Regions from separate parts of the Oryctolagus cuniculus genome. Here region 1 is linked to region 2. The links are chromatin contacts, called in public Hi-C maps. All regions are on one chromosome and are shown on one strand. The core of a region is the stretch at or near the end of the contact, and the rest is flanking DNA. Distances in the headings are between cores, read along the strand shown.

Region 1 (4,173 bases), core at 1,568-4,067, 100 kb after region 2:
GAGAGAGAGACAGAGAGAAAGGGCTTCCTTTGCCGTTGGTTCACCCTCCAATGGCCGCCGCGGCCGGTGCACCGCGTTGATCTGAAGCCAGGAGCCAGGTGCTTCTCCTGGTCTCCCATGGGGTGCAGGGCCCAAGCACTTGGGCCATCCTCCACTGCACTCCCTGGCCACAGCAGAGAGCTGGCCTGGAAGAGGGGCAACCGGGACAGAATCCGGCGCCCTGACCGGGACTAGAACCCGGTGTGCCGGCGCCCTAGGTGGAGGATCAGCCTAGTGAGCCGCGGCACCGGCCCTGATAATACTACCTTTAAGGAAAACCCTATAGAGACAGAAATTAAGAAAAACCATATAGCCACATCCTCTTCAGCATCGCAGCCTCCGGGACTCAGAGCGGGAGTCCGCTGATGTGGGACGATGCTCCAAGGCCACCTCCTGGCTAGATGGGTGATGGGAGACGCCCGGCTCGGCTCTGTGATGATTCCTGATTAAACCTGTTTCAATCCATTGCGTTCCTGCTCCTGTAAAGGCCAGAGAACACGGGGGGGGGGGGAGCTTGGGGCTTACGGGGGGAGCTCTGACGTTTGTGCACTTGTTTGTTCAACAAGTACGCGGCGAGGAGCTGACACAGAGCCAGGCCCACGTGGGGTGGGGATAGTCAGCTCACTGTCTGGCTGGCGGGTTGGGGAGGTGTTCAAGCGCTACGGAAGCCCAGAGGGACACGAGTGTTGCTGCTAAGGCGTGCCCTGTCTGGAATGTGTCTGCTCAGCCGGGATTGCGCTGTCTGCTTCAGCACCGTCCCTGATTTAGCCCACGCGGAAGATACCGCGGGGATCCCCATTTCTCAAACGCAGCCGCCAAAGCTCTGGGACGTAAATAACTTTCCCCAAGTCAGAGTGGAGGGAGGAGGAAACCCACCCTGGCCCGAACCCCTGGTCCTGAACCCCAGATCCTGAATCCCCGTCCTGGCTGCCTCCCTCGTAAAGCCCCGAGGCACCTGGGTAGGGAAAATAATGCACACAGGCAAAGCACTGTCGGTGCACCCTGGGGCTCCCGTACCAGGAAGTCCTCCGTGCACTGCGCCAGGTGCTGCTGCCCGGTCACAGCCCTGCCACTGGCCCTGGGCACGGAGCGCGGCCTCTCGAACGTGGCTTACTCCCTTCGACAGCAGATTCCTTGGTGCAGCCAAGTTCAGCCACCCTGGATACCCATCAGTTGGGAGGAGCCCAGCCTCCTTGTCTCTGGGGCTTCATGGCCAGGTCCACCAGAACAGGGCACTGGTTACGGAATCGAGAAACTTCTCTCGGACGCTGGCAACCGCGGCCCTCGTCATGACGAGATGCAGGGGGAGCAACACCCCCATGTGAGCCTCCCTGGGTTCCGCGATGGCTTCACCCTGGGAGACCGGACACGGCCCAGCTGCTCCGCCCGGGGTTCCCTCTGCTCAGGGCACCTTGATGGAGCCGCCTGCAGGGGCCTCCCATGCACAGACGCCCCTGGTGCATCCATCCCCATCCACGACCCCAGGCCCCTCCTGGGGTGGGCTGGAAAGGGTCCACACACACCACAGATGGCCCCTCTGACTTGCTGGTCCCACGCTATGTTGAGTACGTTTCTTGGGTTGGGTTGGAAATGCACTCAAAGTGTCCGCCTGGATGCTGCCTGAGGCAGGGATAAACAAACACTCCCTCCTCCCCCAAGGAAGGGCTGCCACTCCGCAGCACAGGTAAGACACTGCGGAGCCGCCGCTTGGCTTTGCGCGCCCAGTGCCGCGTGAGCCGCTCCTGTGAGATGACTTTCCCCTCCAGCCGGCTGTTCCACCCCGTGAAAGACACGATTGTGCCATCAAGGTCTCTCCTGGGACGGGGTTTTCCAAGAGGCGCACCCACAGGGCGGGTCTCCGAGGGGTTTGCCCTGCCACTGACCCTTCTGTTCTGTCTGCCTCTGGAAAGCTCAGACTCGGAGGAAAAACTCGCCTCTTGGGCTCTTGGGCAGCTGAGCCCACATTCTAACCAGGAGACCAGGAGAGCTGCTTGGCTCCGTGACTTCTCAGGGGCCGGGAAGTACCCAGGACATAATGGGAGTTTCCCACAATGCAATGCAGCATCTGCCAAACTCGTTTGACTACAAGTGCTGCTAAGTATCCAGGATGGTATGGGAGTTTCCCACAATGCAATGCAGCATCTGCTGACTACAAGTGCCACTAAGCGTTTAACTGGGCTGAAATTCTTCATCCCAACAAGGGTCCCAGTGCCCTCACGGGACAGTTTCCACGGGACAGCGCTCATCTTAGCTGCATCTGTTTTCTGCCCCATAAGCTGAGCACTGACCCCGGAGGCTCGGAGTCTGAAAGCCGAGAGTGATGAGCCCGGGCTTTCAGCTCAGGCCAGGAAGGAGGTCCTGCTCATGATTTGTTTATCCCCACACGGATTCTGGCCAGGAAGATAAATGTGCAGGGCGCTCGCAGGGAGCTGGGCCCGAGCAGTCCCGGAATGATGAACGTATCCAGACAGCCCTGAGGCCGGCCACCAGCAACCACACCTAATTACTCACTGGCCACTGGGGCTGCCTACACATTCCGCATCCCTGAGTCAATGGCCCCCACCAGGCCGCCGGGGCGTTTCCCGCTGCGGTGCGCATGTTGGATGAGCCCTAGGAGGGCTCCCACCACCGCGGGCGGGTGCCGTGGACACTTGGAGCGCCACCAAGCCGCGTAGAGACCCCCAGTGCTGACCGGGAGATGATCCGAGCACAGCACTCCACCGGGGCTGGCCGCAGCAGAGATGAAGTGCCCAGGACGAGCACAGAGTGTACAGCAAACACCAAGTGCCAGTCAGAGGGAGTGACGGCTGGAAGCCCTCTGAGTGAGGCAGGGGTGTTCAGGGCAGAGTCCTCACTCGCCACCCGAGAGAGAGGGCGGCGTGGGGACCTGGGCGAGCCTCAGAAGCCGCTGCAGGCGGCGGAGCCAGGAGAGGACAGCCGCCCCCAAAGCTGGCGGGACTCAGGGAGGGGTGGTCACCCAGCCCCCAGGGAAGCCAAGGCAAAGGGGCAGGAGCAGAGCTCTGGTCAGCCACTGGCACGAGAGGCCCTGCGGGAGACGCTGACCTCAGCAGAGAGGCCGGCCGCCGTGCCCTGGGTGCCAGCAGCTGGTGACTGGGTCCCGTGCAGTGCGGGTGGCAGAAGCCACCCCCTCGATGCAGGCAGGCTGGGGAAAGCGTCAGGACACAGGAGCAAGACTGGCGTGGCGACAGATGACAGCTCAACACCTGCCCAGCAGGTGGAGGGCGCAGAGCCTGGGCCTGCCTCTGGGGTCCGCATGCATCAGGCCGCAGACCATGCCTGGGAGAGCACCCCCAGCACCGGTGTGCGGGTTGGGGGTACAAAACGCAGACACGCCTGCCTCAGAATTGGGGTGGTGAACCTCATGCGGCAGCACTGGCAGCTGGGGCAGAGCTCGTCACTGCCCAGCCCAGCCCAAGGGGATGTCTGGTCCAGTCTAGAAGCACCCCGGCCTCCGCTCACGGGGCGCCAGTAGCAACCCCTGGTTGTGGCAACCGAGACTGACTCCGGACAGAGCCACGTGTTCGGGGCCAAATCACCCCCGGCGAGAGCCACGGCTCTGAACGTGAGAAGGTGAACATCAGGGCAGCCGTGTGGCCTGTGTCCACACTTTGTCCCCTGGGCCTGTCTCCAGGGGCCTGGACTAGGAGGGCTGCCCCAGCTCCTGCAAGGCCAAGGCCACTCCTGGGCTCTGAGGCTTCGCAGGATCCTTCTCTCGTGCTGTCCAGAGCCATTTCTCTGTGTCTCAGCCCGAGGATCATTAACCCTTCCAGCCAGGGAGATGTTTAGGAGGAACTGCCAAGTCCTGAGAGCTTACAGATGGGCCAGGCGCCTGGCACACCGCGGGCGCCCCACGGAGCTTGCCCAGCCCGCGGTGGAAGGAGCGAGTGTGGGGCTGGGTGACCAAGTCAGCAGGCACAAGCTCGGAACAGACCTCAGGCGGCGCGGCCGGGGGCCGGCTGATGGACACCGGGTTCTGACCCGCCTTCCCGCACCGCGACCCTGAGAAAGGCGCCGGCCTGGCAAGCTTTGATGCGCCCCTCCAGCAAATCGCGGCCCGGCCTAGGGAGTGAGAGCTGAAAGGACGCAAATCCAGCGTCGCCGGGGCGGTGAGCG
Region 2 (4,144 bases), core at 1,364-3,863:
AGCCTGGGAGTCCAGCGTGCCTACATGAGATCTGCAACCTTAAGATCCATCCAACAAAGACCTGGAGCCCACCATGGCCCCAGCCCGAGCGCCTCGTGCCCCACGGGGCTGGCTCTGGGCAGCTGCCGGCCCCTCCTGCCCCTCCTGCCCCTCTATGCCCTCGCTCAGGGGTCAGCTGTCCTGTAAAGGGCCACACAGGCTCTCAGCTGCTGCAGAGGTGGGGACGCATGGGCACGGTGGCATTCCAACAGAGCTTCATTCACAAAAGCAAGCTTGGGCCAGATCTGGAACACGGGCTGTAGTTTGCCAACCCAACCAAGCCTCAGATTACATCTGCACCTCTCTCTGAGGTGAGTGCTCCCTCCCTCCCTTCCCTTTCCAACCGCGCGCCCCACCCCACAGTGCTATGCAAACACACCTGTGGGCAGCTGCTGACAACACCCACAGTCGCCCCTCCTCCCTCGCACCTGTTGCTCCCTGAACTTGGAGTTGAACCGGCTGTCTTGTGTTTCTGTTTGCTAACTGCCACCCCAGGCACATGCTTGGGAATCCACGCACAGCCAGAGGCCAGAGAAGGCCACAGAGGCCGACCCAGCAGAGCCTCAGCACGGAGTCAGCAGGGTGAATCCGGGAGCAGAGGCCACCCAGGGAGAGGGCAGCGAGGCCCGCAGCTCCTGGGCTTCACCGCCGGGCCCCGGGAGGCGGGCTGGGACAGGCAGCTGGGCTGGGGGCTCGCAGGACCCTGAGAGCCCCAGCTGACTTGCCGGGCTGTAGGCTCGGGCCCTTCCTCGTGCACAGCCCACCCGTCAGCCCGGACGTAAAGGCCACGACTCCGGGGGGCAACCTCATCATCCCCACGACTCGCCCTTCGCTCTTCCTGTTGGGGGCAAAGCCGTGAGGACGCTCAGACTTCATCCCACTCGGACTCCACCGAGCTGCTTCCGGCGCCGGGGCAGCCGGGAGACCAAATGTTTGCAGCCTCGTGAATTATTAATGTGGTAATAAACCGCGTTAGATGTGTAACCAGACATTTCATAAGGACGCAGGCTGAACACTGAACTGACGCCACGCTGTGGGGTAGGATCTAGTGTCACTGCTACTTTGCGGTTAGGGAGCGTGAACACCATGCCCAGGTGCACACAGGGGAGACAGGACCGGAAGGGGCAGAAGTCCATCCTCGGCCCCGGCTTTGCCACAGCCCCGCAGCCGCCGCCCACCCGAGCTGACAGCGTTTTGAGGAATATTCTGGTGCAGAGTGTGTTTGCCCGGGATATCTTGATTACTACAGACGACTGGAAATATAAAATAAGAGGAAAGGGCCATCCCCGAGTGGAGTGACTTCTTACTTTGTGGTGGGCGACTTCCTAGAGTGGGATCCGGGGCACAGGGCACAGGGCACAGCCCCGAGAACAGGCGTGAGCGTGTCTATGCACACAGAGCCGCACACGCCTGTGTGAGTGTGTGTGTACTCAGTGTACACGCCTGTGCATGGCTGTGTGTGGCTGTGTGTGTGTTATACACAGTGCACACTCCTGTGTGTATCTGTGTGTTATACACAGTGCACACCCCTGTGTGTGTGTGTGTACACAGTGTACACTCCTGTGTGTGTGTGTACACAGTGCACACTCCTGTGTGTGTGTGTACACAGTGCATACTCCTGTGTGTGTGTGTGTACACAGTGCGCACTCCTGTGTGTGTGTGTGTACACAGTGCTCACTCCTGTGAGTGTGTGTGTACTCAGTGTACACGCCTGTGCATGGCTGTGTGTGGCTGTGTGTGTGTGTTATACACAGTGCACACTCCTGTGTGTATCTGTGTGTTATACACAGTGCATACTCCTGTGTGTGTGTGTACACAGTGCGCATTCCTGTGTGTGTGTGTGTACACAGTGCATACTCCTGTGTGTGTGTGTGTACACAGTGCGCATTCCTGTGTGTGTGTGTGTGTGTACACAGTGCTCACTCCTGTGTGTGTGTGTACACAGTGTACACTCCTGTGCATGGCTGTGTGTGGCTGTGTGTGTACACAGTGCGCACTCCTGTGTGTGTGTATTATACACAGTGCACACCCCTGTGTGTGGGTGTGTGTACACAGTGCTCACTCCTGTGTGTGTGTGTGTGTGTACACAGTGCGCACTCCTGTGTGTGGCTGTGTGTGTACACAGTGCACACTCCTCTGTGTGTGTGTGTGTTCACAGTGTGTACTCCTGTGTGTGGCTGTGTGTGTACACAGTGCGCACTCCTGTGTGTGGCTATGTGTGTGTACACAGTGCACACGCCTGTGCATGGCTGTGTATGGCTGTGTGTGTGTTATACACAGTGCACACCCCTGTATGTGTCTGTATGTTATACACAGTGCACACTCCTGTGTGTGTCCACCACAGTGCATGGCTGTGTACGATGATGCATACACACAGACATGCAAAGTCTTGCTAATCACATATTTAACCAAATGAGAAGGAAGCCCTTCCCTTTCTGGGAGAGCACTGCTCACGGAGGGCACAGAACACTGCGGCCGTCCAGGCCCAGGCTGTCCAGACGGCTCCAGGGACTCGGTCACGGTTCTGAAATGCCGAGAAGTCACCAGCAGCGTCCGCCCGGGGAGCTGGAAACGCGCCCCGAGTCCCCGCCATGGACTCTGCCTGCTGGAACTGGCAGCGTGGGCAGGCACAGAGCCGGCCCCAGGCAGGGGTCACTGAGCACCCGCCAAGGTCACCCACAGGGAAACCCCTCCCTGATCCCCTGCCCTCGGCCCACGCCTGCCAGAGCACAGCCATGCCAGGCCGGCCTCCCCACCTGGCCCCTCTCCCAGGGCAGCAGCTGCCCCTTCCCGCGTCACTCCCATTCACCCCCCCCCCCCAGCCCTGGTCCCCTCAGCCCTGGACAACACGGAGCAGCTACTGCCTCAGCTGCCCACGCTGGGGCTGGACCCACACGGCCTCCTTCTTGGAGGCCGGGGACTCCAGGAGGTAACGGGGGGACAGCACTGGATGCGTCATCCTTCGTGAACGCCTTGGGAACCCAGAGCTTGCCCAGGCGCACACCTGCTGCGCCGGGCCAGGGGTCACAGCAGGGCGACCGCACAGGCGCTGCCCAGGGGCTCAGAAGCTCAAGTTCTCAAATTCTCGTTGCTGGGCCGAGTTGAAAGTCGACACCAGGAACAACGGGTGGGTGGGAGAGGAGAGAAAGGAGAACAAAAAGAAAAGAAACCAAAAACGCTCAGAGTGGAAAAACCACTTAAATACCAAGCGTGTGGCTAGACCAGACCGGCTGGCGCAGCACAGAAATCCACGAAGGACTGCAGGGAAAGGAAGGGCCATGCATTCTCATTCATTCGTTCACTCAATCCCTTCCTTGCCCTGTGTGCAGGGCACCACATCCAGCAACAGAGAAGGCGAGGTCCCAGCTAGGGGACGACGGCACCAGGAGCCAGGGCCACGTGAGAGCAGTGGTTGGGGAGACCCACAGTGAGACCAGGTCTGCTGGTGCTCAGGCTCGGGCACCAGGGAGTCAGCGTGACAGGAAGTGCCCGCCCCAAGCAGATCCCCAGGGGAGCTCAGCAGGTGCTTCCCCCCGCCCCGCCATGAGCACCCAGGGCTCGGACCACCCAGAGCAACAGGATGGCCCCCAGTGCCCCCAGAGCCAGAGCTGTGCTGGGCAAGGCACCTGGGGAGGCAGGGTCGAAAACCGTGCCAGAGCCGCGTCTCTCCCCGGCAGGAACACGCGGTTCTCAGCTTCCCCGTCCCGAGCGCCGCCTCCTGCCCTCCAGGGCAGCGCGCAGCACTGGTTCTGGCAGAGGGATCCTGAGAGCCGGCCGGGAGGGTGGGGACCGCGCTGTGTCTGGGGCAGAAAGGTCTCCAAGCCAGCGATGTGCGGACTGCACAACGAGTCCCAGCATCGTTGAGGTCGCGGACGGAGTCTGGAACAAATTGCGACGTTTAATGCACAATTATGGTTTCGACGGATCGTTCCCAGATGGCTCGGGAAAACAGCCTTACGTGGAAACAAGAATGATCAGACTTCAGTGAATGCTTCTTTCCCTCGCCTCGTCTCCTCCATAAACCACAATTGGATCTGTGGTCAGGGACGGGAGTGCGGGCACACGCGTGAGGCCCAGCCCACGGGTACGTGTGACACACGGGAGT

Evidence for each region. A called contact is a pair of places that touch in the nucleus more often than the background predicts.
Region 1: a contact with region 2 is called in a Hi-C map of an unstated tissue, with 1.7 times the contacts expected there. The contact joins two enhancer-like sites. A contact is called at or near these places in 2 of 6 Hi-C or Micro-C datasets (skin fibroblasts and an unstated tissue).

Annotation. Positions count from the first base shown.
Region 1 is chr3:3,481,399-3,485,571 of mOryCun1.1, forward strand. No RefSeq gene overlaps it. Among named protein-coding and RNA genes, the nearest start is that of ACKR3, 18 kb to the right of the region's middle. Within about 2 kb of position 2,818, at least 1 of the 8 cell types and tissues checked has an H3K27ac peak or open chromatin away from gene starts, as enhancers often do.
Region 2 is chr3:3,381,193-3,385,336 of mOryCun1.1, forward strand. No RefSeq gene overlaps it. Among named protein-coding and RNA genes, the nearest start is that of ACKR3, 120 kb to the right of the region's middle. Within about 2 kb of position 2,614, at least 1 of the 8 cell types and tissues checked has an H3K27ac peak or open chromatin away from gene starts, as enhancers often do.